Linked DNA regions of Zea mays: region 2 is linked to region 1. Evidence: chromatin contacts called from public Hi-C data. All regions are on one chromosome and are shown on one strand. Each heading gives the region's core, a stretch centred on a gene start, on an enhancer-like site or on the middle of the called end of the contact. The rest is flanking DNA. Distances are from core to core; before and after follow the strand shown. Region 1 holds the start of LOC100382909. Region 2 holds the start of LOC100383420 (Protein MEI2-like 1).

Evidence for each region. A called contact is a pair of places that touch in the nucleus more often than the background predicts.
Region 2: a contact with region 1 is called in a Hi-C map of endosperm, with 3 times the contacts expected there. The contact joins the promoter of LOC100383420 here to the promoter of LOC100382909 in region 1. A contact is called at or near these places in 10 of 25 Hi-C or Micro-C datasets (ear, endosperm, leaf and 3 more) and 1 of 3 datasets of contacts at active chromatin or transcription factors (leaf).

What each region holds. Positions count from the first base shown.
Region 1 is chr6:51,982,368-51,986,468 of Zm-B73-REFERENCE-NAM-5.0, forward strand. LOC100382909 reads right to left here and starts at 1,433. Exons shown (of 4, transcript NM_001175597.1): 1 at 681-1,433; 2 at 439-599. The coding sequence starts at 1,225.
Region 2 is chr6:52,587,511-52,591,574 of Zm-B73-REFERENCE-NAM-5.0, forward strand. It overlaps LOC100383420 (Protein MEI2-like 1), which reads left to right and starts at 1,996. Exons shown (of 16, transcript NM_001176072.1): 1 at 1,996-2,109; 2 at 2,208-2,303; 3 at 3,233-3,468; 4 at 3,557-3,605. The coding sequence starts at 3,358. LOC103629300 (a long non-coding RNA gene) reads right to left here and starts at 2,416. Exons shown (of 3, transcript XR_004850149.1): 1 at 1,676-2,416; 2 at 219-619.

The DNA of each region.
Region 1 (4,101 bases), core at 183-2,682:
TGGAGTGGTGCACCTTGAAAGGACAGGTTTGTCACCGCATGAAGAAGTTGAACACATGGACAACAAAACGCTCCAATGGTACCCTAAATGTGATCTCTTTCTAGGAAATAAACAATGCACCTAAAATGAAAGTGGGCTGTGTAACTCTGTTTTTTTTTTCAAAACGTATGACAGTAGGAGGGCCATGCCGTGTGGCCCATTGGTAAGGCCCCAACGTTCATCAGAGACAATCATTCACGTAACTCATAATCAACATGGCGCCATGTGATGATGCTACAAACATGGCCAATCGGCAATGGCACAAGCAATTTGAAGGTCCTCCCACAAGTAATAAACACTAGAATACTTTCGTCCAAGAGAGATTGCAACTTTGTCAGCATATTCAGAGAAAACTCAAACTGGGTTGCCTTATACGAGCAAAGATCAAACCATATGTACCTTCCAAGAGTGCATCCTTCAGTTGCTCCTTGGAAACTCCCAATGCTCCTACAATCATCCCGATGCCATGACACCTGAGGGCACCAAGCAAACACACCTCCCTTGGTGCCGCAACTGCTGCCGAATTGTTGAGGTATAGCTGGATCACCTCGTCCTTCATGCTATAGCACATAGGGCAGAGGCAACCTCAGAAATCGAATCGGTCCGGATGAAGAAGAGGGAACGCGAAGAGTTGGTCTTACTGCAAAGAGCCGGGCTTGAGCTTGTCCGAGTGCAAAGGCCGCGACTTGCGCAGGTCCATCATCTGATCAGAGTCACCATCATCTGATGAAGCCACAGCTGGTCGCGGCGGCAGCGGCACGAAGGGGTTCCACCCGTGCGCCGCCACTGGCTCCGCAGCACCCTTGGGCGGCGACGGCCTCCGTTTAGGCGGCGAGGGATTGGGGGCTCGGCCACGCGGCTGGGGGATGGTCGGCGGGCGGAAATGGACGGGGCTAGAGCCGAGCGTGGGCGAGGATGCCGACGGCGAGGAGGGAGAGAGCGAGGACGACGAGGCATCGGCAGCGGCGGCGGGAGGCACGGTGCTGGGGTCGGAAGCGGAGCTGCGGGATAAGAACTCGCCGGACGGCGGGCCGACGCGCGGAAGCGGAGGCAGAGGGCGGAGCTCCGGCGAGCCAGGGCGTAGACTGGAACTTGTCCCGGGGTGCTGCGGCCCCGGCGGCGGCGGGGTGGCGAGGGTTCCGAGGTAGAGGAACTCAGTGCTGGGGTTAGTGGAGGAGGTGGGCATTGGTGGCGGCTTGAGGCTGCGGCCCTCCTCGTCCCCGTCGTCGTTGTCGTCGTCTTGGTGGTGGTTACTTGCGGAGCGGCGCTGGGCAGCGGAGGGGGAGGATGCCGCGGCGCCACCACGGTGGCGGAGGCGGCGGACGAGGTGGATGGAGAGGAGCGCTGAGAGGAGGATGAGGCAGAGGGAGAGCAAGGAGAGCAGCAGCGTCTGGAGCACGGGGAAGCGGCGGGAGCCGGAGGCGCGCGGGGTCGGGGCGACGAGGGTGGAGATGTTGGCCGGGAACGTCGGGAGGCTGCCGTCGCCGGAGGAGGAGGGCTGGGTCTCGGTGGCCGGGATTGGCGGCGGCGGCGAGTTGGCTGTTGGGAAGAAGGGGTTGTTGGTGAAGGGGTATGGATCCCCGGTGGAGGGGGTGGCGGAGGAGGACGGGTACTTGGGCGTCGGCGGAGTGGCGACCGGCGGCGCTGGCGTGGGGGTGGGCGGTGGCGTCGGAGGCGACGCCTGTGCCGGCGGCACGGCGACGGGAGTGGGTGTAGGGTGGCGCGGAGGAGGGGTCAGGCTGGGTGGCGGCCGCGGCGTCAGTGTGGTGCGAGGAGACGCGGTGTGGTGGTGGCGATGGGGAGGATGCGGTGCCGCCGGCGGCGGAGGCGGAAACAGAGGCGGCGACGGCAGGGTGGCATTTGTTTGGGTGGTGGAAATGGTAGCAGCCGGGAGCAGTAGCAGCAAAGAGAAGAGGAGGGGGAGGAAGGCGGGAGGCGGCGGCAGAAGCATTGCGCGCCGCGATCCGGCGGCCTCCACCGGCGGCACGGGTGGAGACTGGAGAGAGGAAGGGGGGGTTTTGGTTTGGGGCTTTGGGAAGAAATGGTTCGGGGGTTTGGCTGTGTCTGTGTGGGTGCAGCGTGCACACGGGAGAGAGAGAAAGACGATGCCGCTCCACGCACAGACGCAGCCACGCCTGCTGCACTGTCCTGTACTGGATGGATGGTGGCGGACTGGCGGTGGGGAGTGGTGGAGCGGCGCAGAGGCTGCGTGCCAGCCCGTGCCCTGCACTGTCTTTTGGGGCTTTGCCTCGGTAATCGCGGAAGAGAGAGATGGCCTCAGATGAGAGAGGGAGGAAGAGGACATACAGGCAGGCACCGCCGTCCCGTCCACTAGTGCTGCAGCCTGTACTGGGCTGCCCCCTCCCCCGCCCTTTTCGAAATCCGGTGCCTTTTTACTTGCTCACAGTCACACCCTTTTCCCGGGTTTTATTACATAATTAAAAATCCGCTTTTCCGTTTCTTTCTCGGTGCCTGCTTTTTTAAGGACTACGACTATATTTTTATCATTTTTTTCTAAATCGTTAGCCGTTTAAATTTTATCTCCTTTTGAAGAGATATTGTGTATGTCCATCTTGTCGCTTTGCTTTTTTTCTATATTAAGATAAACCTCAGCTTTGCATGTTCATGAGCTAGCAATAACGATCATTATATTAAAAATATATTATATTTCAGACACTGAAATATAGCCGGTCTTATATTTTATTTATTTTATTACATTTGAGAAAAAAAGTACAAGCGCGGTGGAAAAGTTGTGCAAAACAGGACGTTAATATCATTGGAGAAGTCATCTCGAAGCCAAACAACCTAAAGACTAAACGATTTTCTAAATATACGAGACAAATAAAAAATAGAACATCTAGATCATAAATGCAGTTAAAAAACAACAAGTATAAAAAGTCGTAAAAGAAATGTTCTTCGCGAATAGACAGTGTCGTGGTTTCGAAAATCATAGGCAGTAAGATTTGTGCTAGTGCGGATCTATTCCTAATGATGAATTGTTGGGACTCGGACGAAGAACTTGGGACACGGAGTTTATACTGGTTCGAGTTTACATCCTACTCCAGTGTATTGCTGATTGTAGCATTGCTATTGAGCGTGTTGCAATAAGTGTGCTTGTGTGTCTATATAAGAAAGAAGGCATGCCCTTTAATAGTTCAAGGGTAGGACCTTATAGGGGTGGCCTGCTCTCTACTTGGTATGAGGTTGGTCTGTTGCCCCGGCATGTCGTTGTGCACTTGGTGTCGCGTTGTCCGTAGGGTCGTGCGTAGTCGTACCCCTGGTATGGCACACCGTCTCGCTTATTCGTCATACGGGTCCATGTAGCGAGTCTACTGCCGATATCTTTGTAGTAGTGCGCGGTGGGTCCCGTGGCACGGTAGCGCGTACCGTAGCTTCGCCTGTTGTCATGGGCCTGCGCCACTTGCCTACGTGCGTAGACATACACCCGGTATGGTGTATCTGTTACATCTTTCCAGATATCGTGATCACTGTAGACATTCTCATGTTGAGATCCCTTCAACTGGGATTGACTGGACCTATCCGCGGGTAGTGGTTCGCCTGAGACAGTATGTGGCGAGGTGTCGCTTGACGTTCGTCAGAGACCTTTCGACGCCATACCCGAGGCTCGGACGTAGTTTGGTGATGACATGTCTTGTCCCTCTGACATGGGCTCGTATTGTAACACCCTAGGTCTTATTTTGAAAATTAGTAAAAGTTTTCCGAGGATTTTGATGTTAGAATACCTTCCAATAAGAATTTTCTTACATTTGGAGCAACATCACCTAAAATAAACATGTTCCTAATAAAGATTTAAAGAAAATAATTTCCATATAAGTTTGTTACCCCTTTGTTGAAATATACATTTATAATTATTCTCTAATGAATTTTATAAACTAGAGATTATATTTCTTAAAATACCTATTCTCTATTTTAGCGTGTATGAGTTTTATATTTGAAAGCATTTGTTTAAATAGTATAATAAATAAATTAATTAAACAAATTATATTCAAACTGGAGATTTTGAACTGTGCATTCTGAATGAATTTGCAATTTAAAAATGCA
Region 2 (4,064 bases), core at 746-3,245, 610 kb after region 1:
AACAAAATCAACAACTAATGATCACATGAAACACATTCATCGAATTCAAAGCATCACTTTCATCACATTGACGATCATCCCTTAACATTAACAAAATCAACAACTAAATATTTAGCTACATTTATAATTAAACTAAATTAATAACAAACTACAAAATTTATTGGCTAGATACTAATTTTCCGAACTAGAAAATTTTGCTAATTTTGTAACTAAATTACCTCGTGCAATGCGAGCTCGACAGCCGGCGGTGAAGTCGAGGCAGAGGTCAGCGGCGATGGTGCGGGCGTGGGGAGCTGAGGGAGGCAAGATGGCAGAGCGGTGGTGTGTCAGCATGGTGTCGCGCAGGCGTCGGGCTCGACGGCTTGCCGACGTGGGGCCACGCGCCGACGCCTTTGTGCGCGGGTGTGGGCCAGGGCAACGGTGTGGGGCGATGCGGCGGCGCGACGATGGTTGGAGGTGGAGGGTGAGAGGAAGCGACGAATAAGCGTGAGCGAGAAAAGAGAAACCCGATGGACATGTATTAAGGGGTTGTCGCCACGAATCTTGGCACCGGCCCCCGCCACGTCGACGCCAAGATCTCTGGCACCGACCCGCCACGTCACCGACCACGGGGAGCGTCCTGGCCATGTCAACAAGATCTAGACGTCAGAGCAATTGGTGCCAACACGTGTAAAGTCGACGCCAATTGCGACGACGCCAACCTGAGGATTCATTTACTAAATTCAAACTAGAAAGGACATATTTGTGAAAAAACCTAACAAGGGTCAAAATAGAAAGAAACCAGACCAAACTACATGTTAGGAGTATCATAATCACAGAATTCTCAATCTCCGTGAGACTAAACACAACATTAGAGTATGTACATTCTCATTTAATATGAGATTCCTATAAGTTAATTGAAAAAAATAAGAGATAGACTTTTCACGAAGAATTCGTCTTTACACGATTCTCCATATATATTTTCTTAAGGGCTCGTTTGTTTCGTTGGAATTGAATTTCATTTTAATAATTATAATTTAGACAAATCTAATTAAGTTTATATATTTATATATGTAATATATTTATATATTATCTTAAATCATATGAGAGAGATGATTATATACTACATTTATGTTATAGAGGTGCAAGTAGAAGAATGTGCTATAAGTTGTACATCGAAAAAATAGCATGTAAATCTATAGAATCGATTTCCATCTCTCACCCCATGAATTTGAGTTAAGCTTATATGATAACTTTGGAAAGTGGTGGAATGTCATATTCTAAAAAAATAGTTTATTTCATTAGTAAGATTCAAATTCTTCGAAATGAAAGGAAACAAACGGGACCTAATTGTATTTATGATCTAGAAGCTTAGAGTTAGATAATGCTGTTTTTATATTTGAAAAACCAATCCAATTGTTCAGGGATGAAAATGTTCCGTCCAGGGGTTAGTTGCAACCGCGGGACAGCGACAGCAGCAACACGATTGCTTGCTTTGTTTTAGCGATTTTTTTTTCTGTGGCGTTCCAATTCCATCGAAGACAGAGACGGAGGCGTTTCTTGTTGTGGCTCCCCTCTCCTTTCCTCGTGTTCCTCGCGGCAGGAACAGGAACACAAGGACCTCCAGTCCAAGGAGATTAGAGGAAGGCGAGAGCATTATTCTCATATCATTTGTAAAATAAATAAATGTACTTACTTCGACCACGTTGGTTCATCTTCATTGTTGTTATCATCATCATCCTCTGTTCCTGTGATGGACTGCATTCTCTCTCTCTCTCGTCTGCACCCATCCCGCCATCATTATTGTTCCCCACCCAACCAAAACAGCACAAAAACAACGGGAGGAGAGGAGAGGGAGGCAGCAGCTGCCTGAACCAGCCATTTCTCTCTCTTGTCTAGTACTTCCTGCCACTGCTAGTAGCACAGTACTACCTCTCTCTCTCATCAGTCAAATCAATCAGAGTCGGAATCGAGTTGTGTAGTTGGAAACGAAAAAGAAACAACAAGACAAGCATCTGCTGCCTCGTCTCCTCGGGCTCCGGCCGGCGACCCGCCCTCGCCCGTCGCCCCCGCCGAGGAAGCATCGCATCGTACAGCAGCAGTACATGCGACCTAGAGAGAGAGAAAGAGGTGCGGCAATGGCATACTCAACTCTTTTTACATGCATCTGCCTGTGACTGTCTGTTCTTCCCCTGCTTGCTCTCTTTCTCTAAAAAAACTCTCATCAGTCTCAGATAGTCCAGAGGAAGCAAGGAAGGAGTACGTCGTCGACGTCGATCTATTCCTCCTCCTCCTCCTCCTCCGATCCGTGAATCCAAAGTCCAGTAAGCAACTCCACTTAACTTGCTGTATGCGTAACGGCGGGCGTGTTGGCTGGCGTTGCGTGCGGCGGCAAGCCATCTGCGCCATCTGTTGCTTCCCCAACCCCATCCCCCCCAAGCGAAGCTGAAGGCGGCGGAAGGTGATTTGGACCGGAAACGTGGTCGGAATTGGAATCGCGTACGCGTGCTGCCTAGCTTATCCTTCCGCGCACTCCCGTTTCCATTTCCATCTTCCAGCATTCCCTCGCCTCCGCATCCTCTCTCGCTTCTCCAACACCGCACTCCACTCCAATGGAGCCCCTCCAATCCATCCCCTCCACTTGCCGTCTCAAGCAATAATGCCTTCTCCACTTCTAATCCCCTTCTTTCCCTCCCGTCTCTTCTCTACTTCTCTTCTCCGAGAGGGCAGGGGCAGGGCGTGCTTGCCGCTGCGACACGATCACCAAGCAAGCGCTAGATAGAGGACCCAGCCTGCCTCGCTCTGCCATTACCACTGCTTACAAATCGCTCTGCCATACTGCAGGCACAGCCGCCCGCTGATTAATCTTGGGGGGCTACCGGTCCACCATACCTCATAAGCCAATAGCAAGCAAAGCATTCAAGAACCGGATTTCCCTTGTTGTTTCGGTCAGTTCCGATTTCCCCCTTTCCTCCTCCTCCTCCTCCTCCTCCTCCCTCTAACCTGTCTCCATTTGCCTGCTCCGCATCCTTGCCTCTCTTGATCGAAACCATTTATGAACTACTTACTTGCCTTCTTTAAAAGCATAAGTAAATAAATAGATAGATACCGTGAATCCTTTCCATGGCCACGATCAAGAAAACCTGTCTTCGTCGCCTGCTGTCTATTCGTCAATGACGATCGGATAACTACCTGCAGTGAATGAACCAACGAGACTTTCTCCTCATGCATCCTTTCGATGTTTCTTAAGCAGGAAGCAGTTAATGGTCGAGAGGGGCCACAACCTCCAGCCGTTGCAGTTCTTGCGTTGAGTTGGATTGGGTTGCCAAGCCCCGCCAAATAAAACAAAAGGGCTTCCTGTAATCCTGCGCTGCACCGATGGTGATAGCGTCGGGAGCCGTTGACAGGGGCCACCTGTCCCCGATTGCTCCCCTGTCAGAGTCGCCGTCGTCCTCATCATTCTTCTCCCAGGATCTCGTCCCCACTGAGGTTAGCAAGCTTGTTTCTTCTTTTCTTTTCTTTTCCCTTCTCTTGTCAGATTAATCAGGCAAAAATCAGTCGTGCCTTTCTTACACAGAGGCAAGTTGGATTCTGGAAATCGTCAGAGTCAATGGTCGATCACAAAGGTGCGCAACATGCTTCATTTCTTTAGGGAAAAAAAAGAACTTGCGGCTGCTGTTTCATATGATTGTTTCTTCTTGCATGATGCAAACTGTCAGTTAGGCCTTTCTTTCTTTCTTTTCACCCCCTCTCTCATTCCCTCGTGTATTGACACCCTTGCAGAATGTATGGACCTTTCTATACTTGCTGTTGCCTGTTGGTAGTTAGTGGGGTTATTGTACCTTCAATAAATAAATTATCCTAAAATGATACATGCCTAACTTGCCTTAGTCCAACTCGTCCTCCAGATACCAACTGATAACCTCGTGATTCATGTTTACAAATTGTGCAGGGATGGGGAGATATCCTGTCCTGATTTTCCTTTGCACCTTATTATTAACAACTAACTGGCCAAAACCAGAAAATTAGTTCACTCTTTCTCTTGCCAGGACTGCTACATACATGCCACTTAGGTTTCCTAATCC